2 separate regions of the Triticum aestivum genome follow, and region 2 is linked to region 1. The links are chromatin contacts, called in public Hi-C maps. All regions are on one chromosome and are shown on one strand. Each heading gives the region's core, a stretch centred on a gene start, on an enhancer-like site or on the middle of the called end of the contact. The rest is flanking DNA. Distances are from core to core; before and after follow the strand shown. Region 1 has its middle 170 kb from the start of LOC123138125. Region 2 has its middle 280 kb from the start of LOC123134465.

Region 1 (3,822 bases), core at 505-3,004:
TTTGTAACATTTTTAGCAGAGAGTAAAATACATCAAATGTTTAAGCACATGTTTATAAAATAAAAAATGCATAAGTTTTACAAAATATGCACTAATAATGAAAAAATGTTACATTTACAAAAAAAATTCTAACACATGTGCTCGAAAATGTTGATTGTCTAAACAAAAAGGTTTAATTTCTATTAAAAATTATTTAACATCTACTAAAATATTATATTTGTACTTTAAAATGTTTAGCATGCATCTTAAAAATGTTGGACATGTATTCTAATAAAGGTAATGTTGCAATATTCATGTGGTTCGCGATGTACAGCCTATTATATCAAATGTATACAATATAAAAATTGTTTGCTAATTTATGTAAAAATTAATCTTACCATTCGAAAAATTGTTTGTGACATTTTCCATGAGAAGTTTATAAAATGTAAAAAATATTATTTTACTTTATAAAAAAAGTCCTTACCATTCAGTAAAACTGCACGGGAAATTAAAAAAATGTTCACGGGTTTCAAAAAAAATGGGAAATTTTTATAAAATGCTTATATAATGTAAAAGTGAATGTTAGAGGTTTTTTTTAAATTTTTTATATGAAATTCAAAAAGAAAATTGCAATACTGAAAACATGTTCTAACACTTAAATATGGTTTGCATGTTTAAACGAAATGTTCACGGCATTTACGAAAAACGTTCAACATGTGTTAAAAAGATTCACCGTGGATTCAAAATATGTTGGAAAAATGTTGAATGTCTATGTGAAAAAATTAATGTCTATTAAAGATGTTCAATGTGTACTCAAAAATTGTTCTATGTGTATACGAAAAATGTTAAACCTGTAAATGAAAAATGTTTAACCTTTATTTAAGTAATACATTAAGGGTATTTTAGAAAAAACAGAAAAAAATGAATAACAGAACTGGCAAAAAACCATGAAAACTGAAAGAGAAACACATAGGGAAAATGGAAGAAAAGCGATATAGAAAAAAACAAGAAAATGCAACGCAAAAAAATTGCACAAAAGGTTCTAAAACTTGTTTGTAGAAACTTCACAAAGCCAGTATACTAGCCCCACACCCCAAACGAGCGCACAGTCAAGCGCTTCAAACGAGATGGAGCTAGGTCTCGTAATAAATGAGACAAGGCTACCGCGATTGTTTCTTCTTGTTTTTTTCTTCTTTTCTTCCCATATTTTCTCAGAGAAATTCTCTCCCCGTTGGTGAATCATAAATTGTTTTTTTAGCTGGCGTGAATCATAAATTCCCGTTGGTGTAACAACCTACCGTCAAGGACCTTGGCGGTAGGAATCATCCCTACCGTCAATTAGGCTACTGGCCTGTACAAACCTACCGCCAGTGCCCGACGGTAGGTGCGAGCATGCATTATGTTTTATACTTAGAAAATTTTCCCAGTAGAGTATGTAGCCCTACCGCGAAGGACGTAGACTGTTATACCCTACAGCCGTGGACCCTGATGGTAAGAAAAGAGGCAGATTTCGAAATTTTTGCAAGACAAGGTCAGATCTCGATCAATTTTTAGAAAAAAGGTCAAAACACGAAATTTAGGCACCACGCGTGCGGTGGTGAAGGATCGGACGGACGGAGCCGTGCACCGAAACTCGGAAGGGAGTCGGATGGGTGATGCCACATGATATTGCTGGACTGCTCAAGCCGTCCCGTCAGGCATCAGCATCATGGGGCAGTGGCTGCGGCGTCCGGTGCAGCCAGAGCCAGCGATGCGAGGCTGGACCGGGGCGTGGGGCAGACGGTCCCTACGTACTACTACTACGTGCGGGCGTCGGATGGGGGGACACGGAACATGGCCGAAGCAGCAGAATGCCAGAATCGATCGGCCCCTGGTGGAAAGCGCCGATGGACGGACTGGTCGAAGACGCGCCCGTTGCCTACCCGCCGCTTGCTCGCTGGCTGGTGGTCCAGTCGATCGATCCAAGCCACTGCCATCTGCTCCTGTTCCTCCGCCCGCCCCATGGCCCCGGCTCCGGCTCCAGGTGCGGCTTCCTTTCCGTCACCCGATTCGCTGCGAACCACGACACACTCGCGAGTCACTCCGCACCGCACCTACCACCAGCCCAAACTACCACTGTTGGTAGAGCACTAGCAGTAGACTAGAATACGTTTTCACCGGCACGACGCGCCGCTGCGGCTGCCGGCGCGCTTGCGTCCACGGGATGATGATCCTTGCCTGCGTTGCTACCGCATGGCAGGCGGATAGCGAGCGCGGCGCTGCAAGCGGCAAAACTGCACTGCTCGGATTACGACTTGGAAACCTGGACAGCGTGAGGATGCAGGCGAGAGCAAGCAAGTTTTTGTTCTCTTGCCGCCCCGGTCGCCTCCTCTCATCATCACATCTCGTCTCGTCTGCCCCCTCCCCCGTCCACACAACGACACCAACAGCACATCACGCAATCAAGAGATCGCTTATCACCCACCATAGCCGTACCAATCGACGTCCGTCTCAGCCCGGCCGCGCTTCAATTTTCATGCACACAAAACACTGCGCTAGATAGCCAGTCCCCCTCCTCGCCGGTGTGAATTTCAGATACGCGCAGCATGAATTTTCCTAGCCCGCAGACGTTTCGCTTGCCGCCTCGCTATATTTCCAGTCGCCGTCAGAAATGAATTTCATTTCCCCGTCCTTCTCTTCCTTTCTACACGCGACACGAACACGACCGATCGCGACCGCGGCAGATGCTTTCGGGTCGACTGTGAGGCCAACCTCGATCCCCAGGCTAGATTTTTTCCTTCCAAAGCGACGAGCGGATTAACACAAATAGAGCAGCAGCACAACCGACCCGGTGCATGGCACACATTGACACGCCATTACGGCCAGGGCCCCGCCGGCTTTGGTAGCACCTGTAATCTTTCCTGCATGCGACGTCGCCGTCGAGGAGAGGTGGAATCCTGGCTATGCTTTGTGAGTGGGGGCTGCACAGGACAAAAGGTGCTCCCGCGTCCAATCAATCAAGGCCACGCTAGGGAGAAATGCTCTTGTCATGTGCCTGTTAGACTTGGCCAATTAACTACTCCTGCTGGTGAGGGCACTAGTTTATCCCTGAGATAATCCGATCATGGGCTGGCTAGCTTGATGCCAATTCAGCGCATGACAACAATTCAACAGATGCGAAGAAAATTAGGGTTCTGTCTGCACTTTGTTACTCCAAATATACATACTATTATTTACCACTTAGAGAAGAACTCATGTTTGTGTGTCTACTCCCAGTTAACTACTGCCAGGGTAAGCTGACTTTGATATTCTTGGGAAAATCCTGGCGACAGGTGCGTGAAGCCGGCCTGACAGTGATGCATCACCTTAGAAACAGTGAAAAGCTAGCGGTATGGAAGAGAGAGTGGAAGAAGAGGCTAGACACGGTTTTTGTTTTCTCTGAGTGGATGAGATTGTGAAAAAAGGGGCTTCTTTTTGCAAGAATATTTGTGCAATAGATCGATCGCTGTACTGTTCAGCAAACTTTAAATCTTGTTGTCCCCCACAATCAATTTCATCGATTAATTTCGACACAAAAGGAATAATTATCCGCATTGGATGTTTATTTTTTATTTTTCATCAATTAACAATCAAGGAAATGGATGTGGGTTTGAAAAGTGATCACTGATCACTATAGTCCTTTAATCTCTATATGCAGCATGCATCATCTATTTATATACTCCATCCTTTTACGGTTTATAAGGCCCACACATATCCATAGATAGATAATTCGATCAATATAATACGAATTGTATATCACAAAAGTTACACCCTTAGAGAATTTAGCATTTGTACTAGTTTCTAATGATGTTATTTTTGTGATAA
Region 2 (4,020 bases), core at 4-2,503, 520 kb after region 1:
TCCTAGCTATGGAGAGGTTGTAAACACAAGGGATGTACGAGTTCAGGCCCTTCTCGAAAGAAGTAATAGCCCTACGTCTCGGAGCCCGGAGGCGGTCGAGTGGATTATGTGTATATGAGTTACAAGGTGCCGAACCCCTCTACCTGTGGAGGGGGGTGGCTTATATAGAGTGCGCCAGGACCCCAGCCAGCCCACGTAGGAGAGGGTTTAAGGTGAGTTAAGTCCGGGGCGTTACTGGTAACGCCCCACATAAAGTGTCTTTACCATCATAAAGTCTACTTAATTACAGGCCGTTGCAGTGCAGAGTGCCTCTTGACCTTCGGGTGGTCGAGTGAGTCTTCGTGGTCGAGTCCTTCAAGTCAGTCGAGTGAGTCCCTCGTTGGTCGACTGGAAGGTGACCTCTTCTAAGGGTGTCTTTGGGCAGGGTACTTAGATCAGGTCTGTGACCCTATCCTAGGTACATGACCCCATCACCGGTCGCGCTCGCCGGCGGACGAGGGGGCGATGAAGAACGCCGGTGGCGAGGGGGCCCGACGTGGTGGCGATGGCGATGGCGAGGCCGGCTCCTCCTTCTTCACCGAGCCGCGGCGACGCCCCGACGAGGAGCCAGCCTCGCGGTTGTGCTTGCCTTTGCGGCCGTAGTTCCAGAGCCCCATGGCTGCAGGCGGCCGGCCGGCGAGTTCTTGGTTAGGGTTTGGGGCCTGGGGCTGTCGGGTTTCGAGGAGGCCGCGGGGTGGCGTGGGGCAGTGTGGACGACGATCGGTCCACGGTTTGCACTTAAAGAAGGACGGCGACCCTTTCATGTGTGGATGACAGGTGGGGCCGTCCGCCCCGTGCACATTGATGTGGGCGGGTGGGAGATAGGTGGCCGCCTGCCACGCGGCCCCGACGCGGACGAGGCGCGCGTCCGTTTGGTGTCCGTCGCGACCCAAACCCGACGCAAGTTTGCGCTCGAAATGGATGGGTCCGGACACAAAACGGACAGGATGGGTTCGGACCATCGCGCGCTGGGCCGTTTCATTTGTCCTTTTGTTCCAAACGGACAGGGCCGAACAGGGTGGGGTCGCGCGATGAAGTTGGCATGAGGCCGTGTGTGATCGCTGGCCTGACGGGATGGCTTCAACAGTCGAGCCGTGTGATGTGATCTCATTCTCACCCATACCTCCCTCTAGGTTTCAGTGCATGGGGTCGATGGCTCACCACCGCACGCGTGGTTTGTCTCCCGCAACTTCACTCACTGTTCTAGCGTCCCTCGAGAAGCTGCGTCCCGTCTTTCCAAACGGCTAAGCTACTGCCCGTGTGTTGTTCTCTCCTGCTGCCAGTACTACTGCTACTGCTGACGTCCAAACTGGCGCATGACGTTTCGGTACAGCTGAACAATTTGGTTACCCTGGAGAGCAGTCTTGGACTATTTCCTCTCTCCAGGCTTGTCACTCCCAACGCCATCAACCATCAATGTGACTGACGTAGCTACGGTGGTTTAGACCTGTTCATCTCGATGACTCATATCGCCAACAATTCTCTAGCTGGAGGCACCAATAGTACATGGATGTGATATATGATGCCTTTTTAGAGTATCTCTGGCAGATCCATCTTACAAAATTTGCAGGACGACGGATGGATCGGCAGAATGGATACCGTTAAACGTCGCCAGATACCCACTCAATTTGGAACATCTAGTCCGGCGCTGAGGGACTTCGCGCCGCGGGTGCGCGCCTGCTCCATGCGCCTCTCCAGCACTGGAGGACAAAGGGAGGAGCTATCAGCCTCTTCGTCGTTGCGTCGCTTGCCGCCGCCGAACCCACCGCGGGCACCGAACCCACCACGACACCCGAACCCACCGCGGCTGTCGAAACCCCCGCCGCTGCCACGCCCGGACCTGCGAACGCCATCTCCGGTGGCCAAATGCGCCCCAAAACGTCATCGGAGGTGTTTGGATTTGTCGTCGGAGGATGGATTTTGTGGCGGAGGCGGATGGGGGATGTGCGGGATGCGAACCCTAAATCGTCTTGGCTCCCGCATATATACCGGAATCACGGGCGGTTTGCGGGCCGCCGGTAAAAAAATTACGGGCCGGGCCTTTTTTAGCGGACCTGCATGGACCGTTTTTTGGCCCATCCCGTAAAACGACCATAAAAACGCAGTTCGGTGGACTTATACGGAATCCGCTAGAGATGCTCTTATATGTATACATATTATACATATCTATATCTATATCTATCTACAACTATATATACTATACTACCTGTTAATAAAACAACCTGGGTTTCTCTGACTTTTTCATCCATTCACCATCGAAAAAAATATTTTCTATCTGATGTGGTACTAAAATTTTGGGGACGTCCTCCTTGGCGCCTTCAGTGCCCGTTCGCGATTCCAGTGCCCGATGTGTCGATAGCATGGGCCTGGCCCAGCAGCGTTCGCTGGCTGCCCCCGCTCGCTCTATCGCTGGGTGCCGCCGCTCGCTCGATCGTTGGCTCCCGCTCGACCATTTTTTTTCTTCATTCTAAAAACTGCTACAGTATAGACCGTTTTCTCTTAGAAAAAACCGGTTTCCTACAGTATGTACTCTTGTTATTAGAAAAAAGTTCATCGAATTTGAAAAATGGTTCGCCGAGTTTGAAAAAAAGTTCATCAAAGTTTGGAAAAGGGTCATTGAATTAAAAAAAATTGAATTAAAAAAAAGTTCATCGAGTTTAAAAAAGTTCATCGAAATTCGAAAAAAGGTCATCAAATTCGAAAAAAGTTCATCGAGTTTGAAATTTTTTCATTGAAATTTGGAAAAAGTTCATTGAATTCGAGAAAAGTTCATTGGGTTTAGAAAAAAGTTCACCGAGTTTGAAAAAAGTTCATCGCGTATTGGAAAATAGTTCATCGAATTTGAATAAAAATTCATCCATTTTGAAAAGGTTCATCAATTTTCGCAGTAATTTCATTGTATTTGAAATTTTTTCACGCATTTAAGGAAAAAAGAAAAAACAAGATAGAAAAAAGAAAAAGGGAAGCAAATATAAAAAAGCTGCGTCTTTTGGCATCCTATAAAGATAAGAACAAAAGGAAACTAGCACATCCGGTGATCTGATCCAGTTTGTTAGGGCGCAAGCTACTCAAACGCAACGAGCTAGGTTCGAGTCACCGAATAGGTTCTGCGCCCTGTACCAAATAGCCTGTATTCGGTGCTTAAGGCACCGAATAGGATTTGGCAAAAAATTTTGTGTGTGTCCGCTAGAAAATGAAAACCAGTTTCCAGAATTCCGTACATGGGCCACACCACATGTGATGTGGTCCAGTGAAGCCATCCCACCTATACTGCCCATGCAGCTAGGTAAACCCTATTTACCGCACAGCGCAGCAAATACTCGAAGCTTCGCATAAGGAACCCTAGATTGGGACGACCCATATTCATTTTTTCTCAGTGTTCCATTTCTTTTTTTTATTTTCTGATCCTTTCTCTCTTTTTTTCATGTTTCTTTTTTCCTTTTCTCTTCCAAGTTATTTTTTCTTCTACTTTTGTAAATCCAGTTTTTTAACAATCTTGGGAATTTCAGTTTTTGTTCAATTATAAAAAAGAACACCAAAAATCCATAATTGTGTTTCCTTTTTGAAAAATGTTCGGAATTTTAATTTTTGTTTTCATTCAGTTTTATTTTCAAAATATTTTCCCATTTTTTCAAAATATATTTTTGTTTTTCATAAAAACGAGATTAAAGAAGCATTTTAGAAAATGTTCCCAAATCAAAAAATACCCTTGCTTTAGTTAAATGTTCACAAATTCAACATAATATTCTTGTTTTAAAAATACATTTTTTGATTGTTCTGAATGTTTAAAACACGTCCCCATCTTAAAAATTGTTCACAAATTCAAAAAAAATGTTTTTTTATAAAGTGCATGTTTTCAAATAGTGTTTGTGAATTTAAAAAATAATCCCATATTTTTTGTTTTGATGTTTCTTCGAAAATAACACTACTCGTAATTTCATAAATTGTTGACGTTTCCAAAAATATTCGGCAATTCATAAG

Evidence for each region. Hi-C and Micro-C count contacts between places; a contact is called where the count stands out from the background.
Region 2: a contact with region 1 is called in a Hi-C map of leaf, with 6 times the contacts expected there. The contact joins two enhancer-like sites. A contact is called at or near these places in 3 of 5 Hi-C or Micro-C datasets (all in leaf).

The regions. Positions count from the first base shown.
Region 1 is chr6B:576,172,922-576,176,743 of IWGSC CS RefSeq v2.1, forward strand. No RefSeq gene overlaps it. Among protein-coding and RNA genes, the nearest start is that of LOC123138125, 170 kb to the left of the region's middle. Within about 2 kb of position 1,755, at least 6 of the 8 cell types and tissues checked have an H3K27ac peak or open chromatin away from gene starts, as enhancers often do. A contact at or near this core is called in leaf, where this site is marked.
Region 2 is chr6B:576,696,003-576,700,022 of IWGSC CS RefSeq v2.1, forward strand. No RefSeq gene overlaps it. Among protein-coding and RNA genes, the nearest start is that of LOC123134465, 280 kb to the right of the region's middle. Within about 2 kb of position 1,254, at least 5 of the 8 cell types and tissues checked have an H3K27ac peak or open chromatin away from gene starts, as enhancers often do. A contact at or near this core is called in leaf, where this site is marked.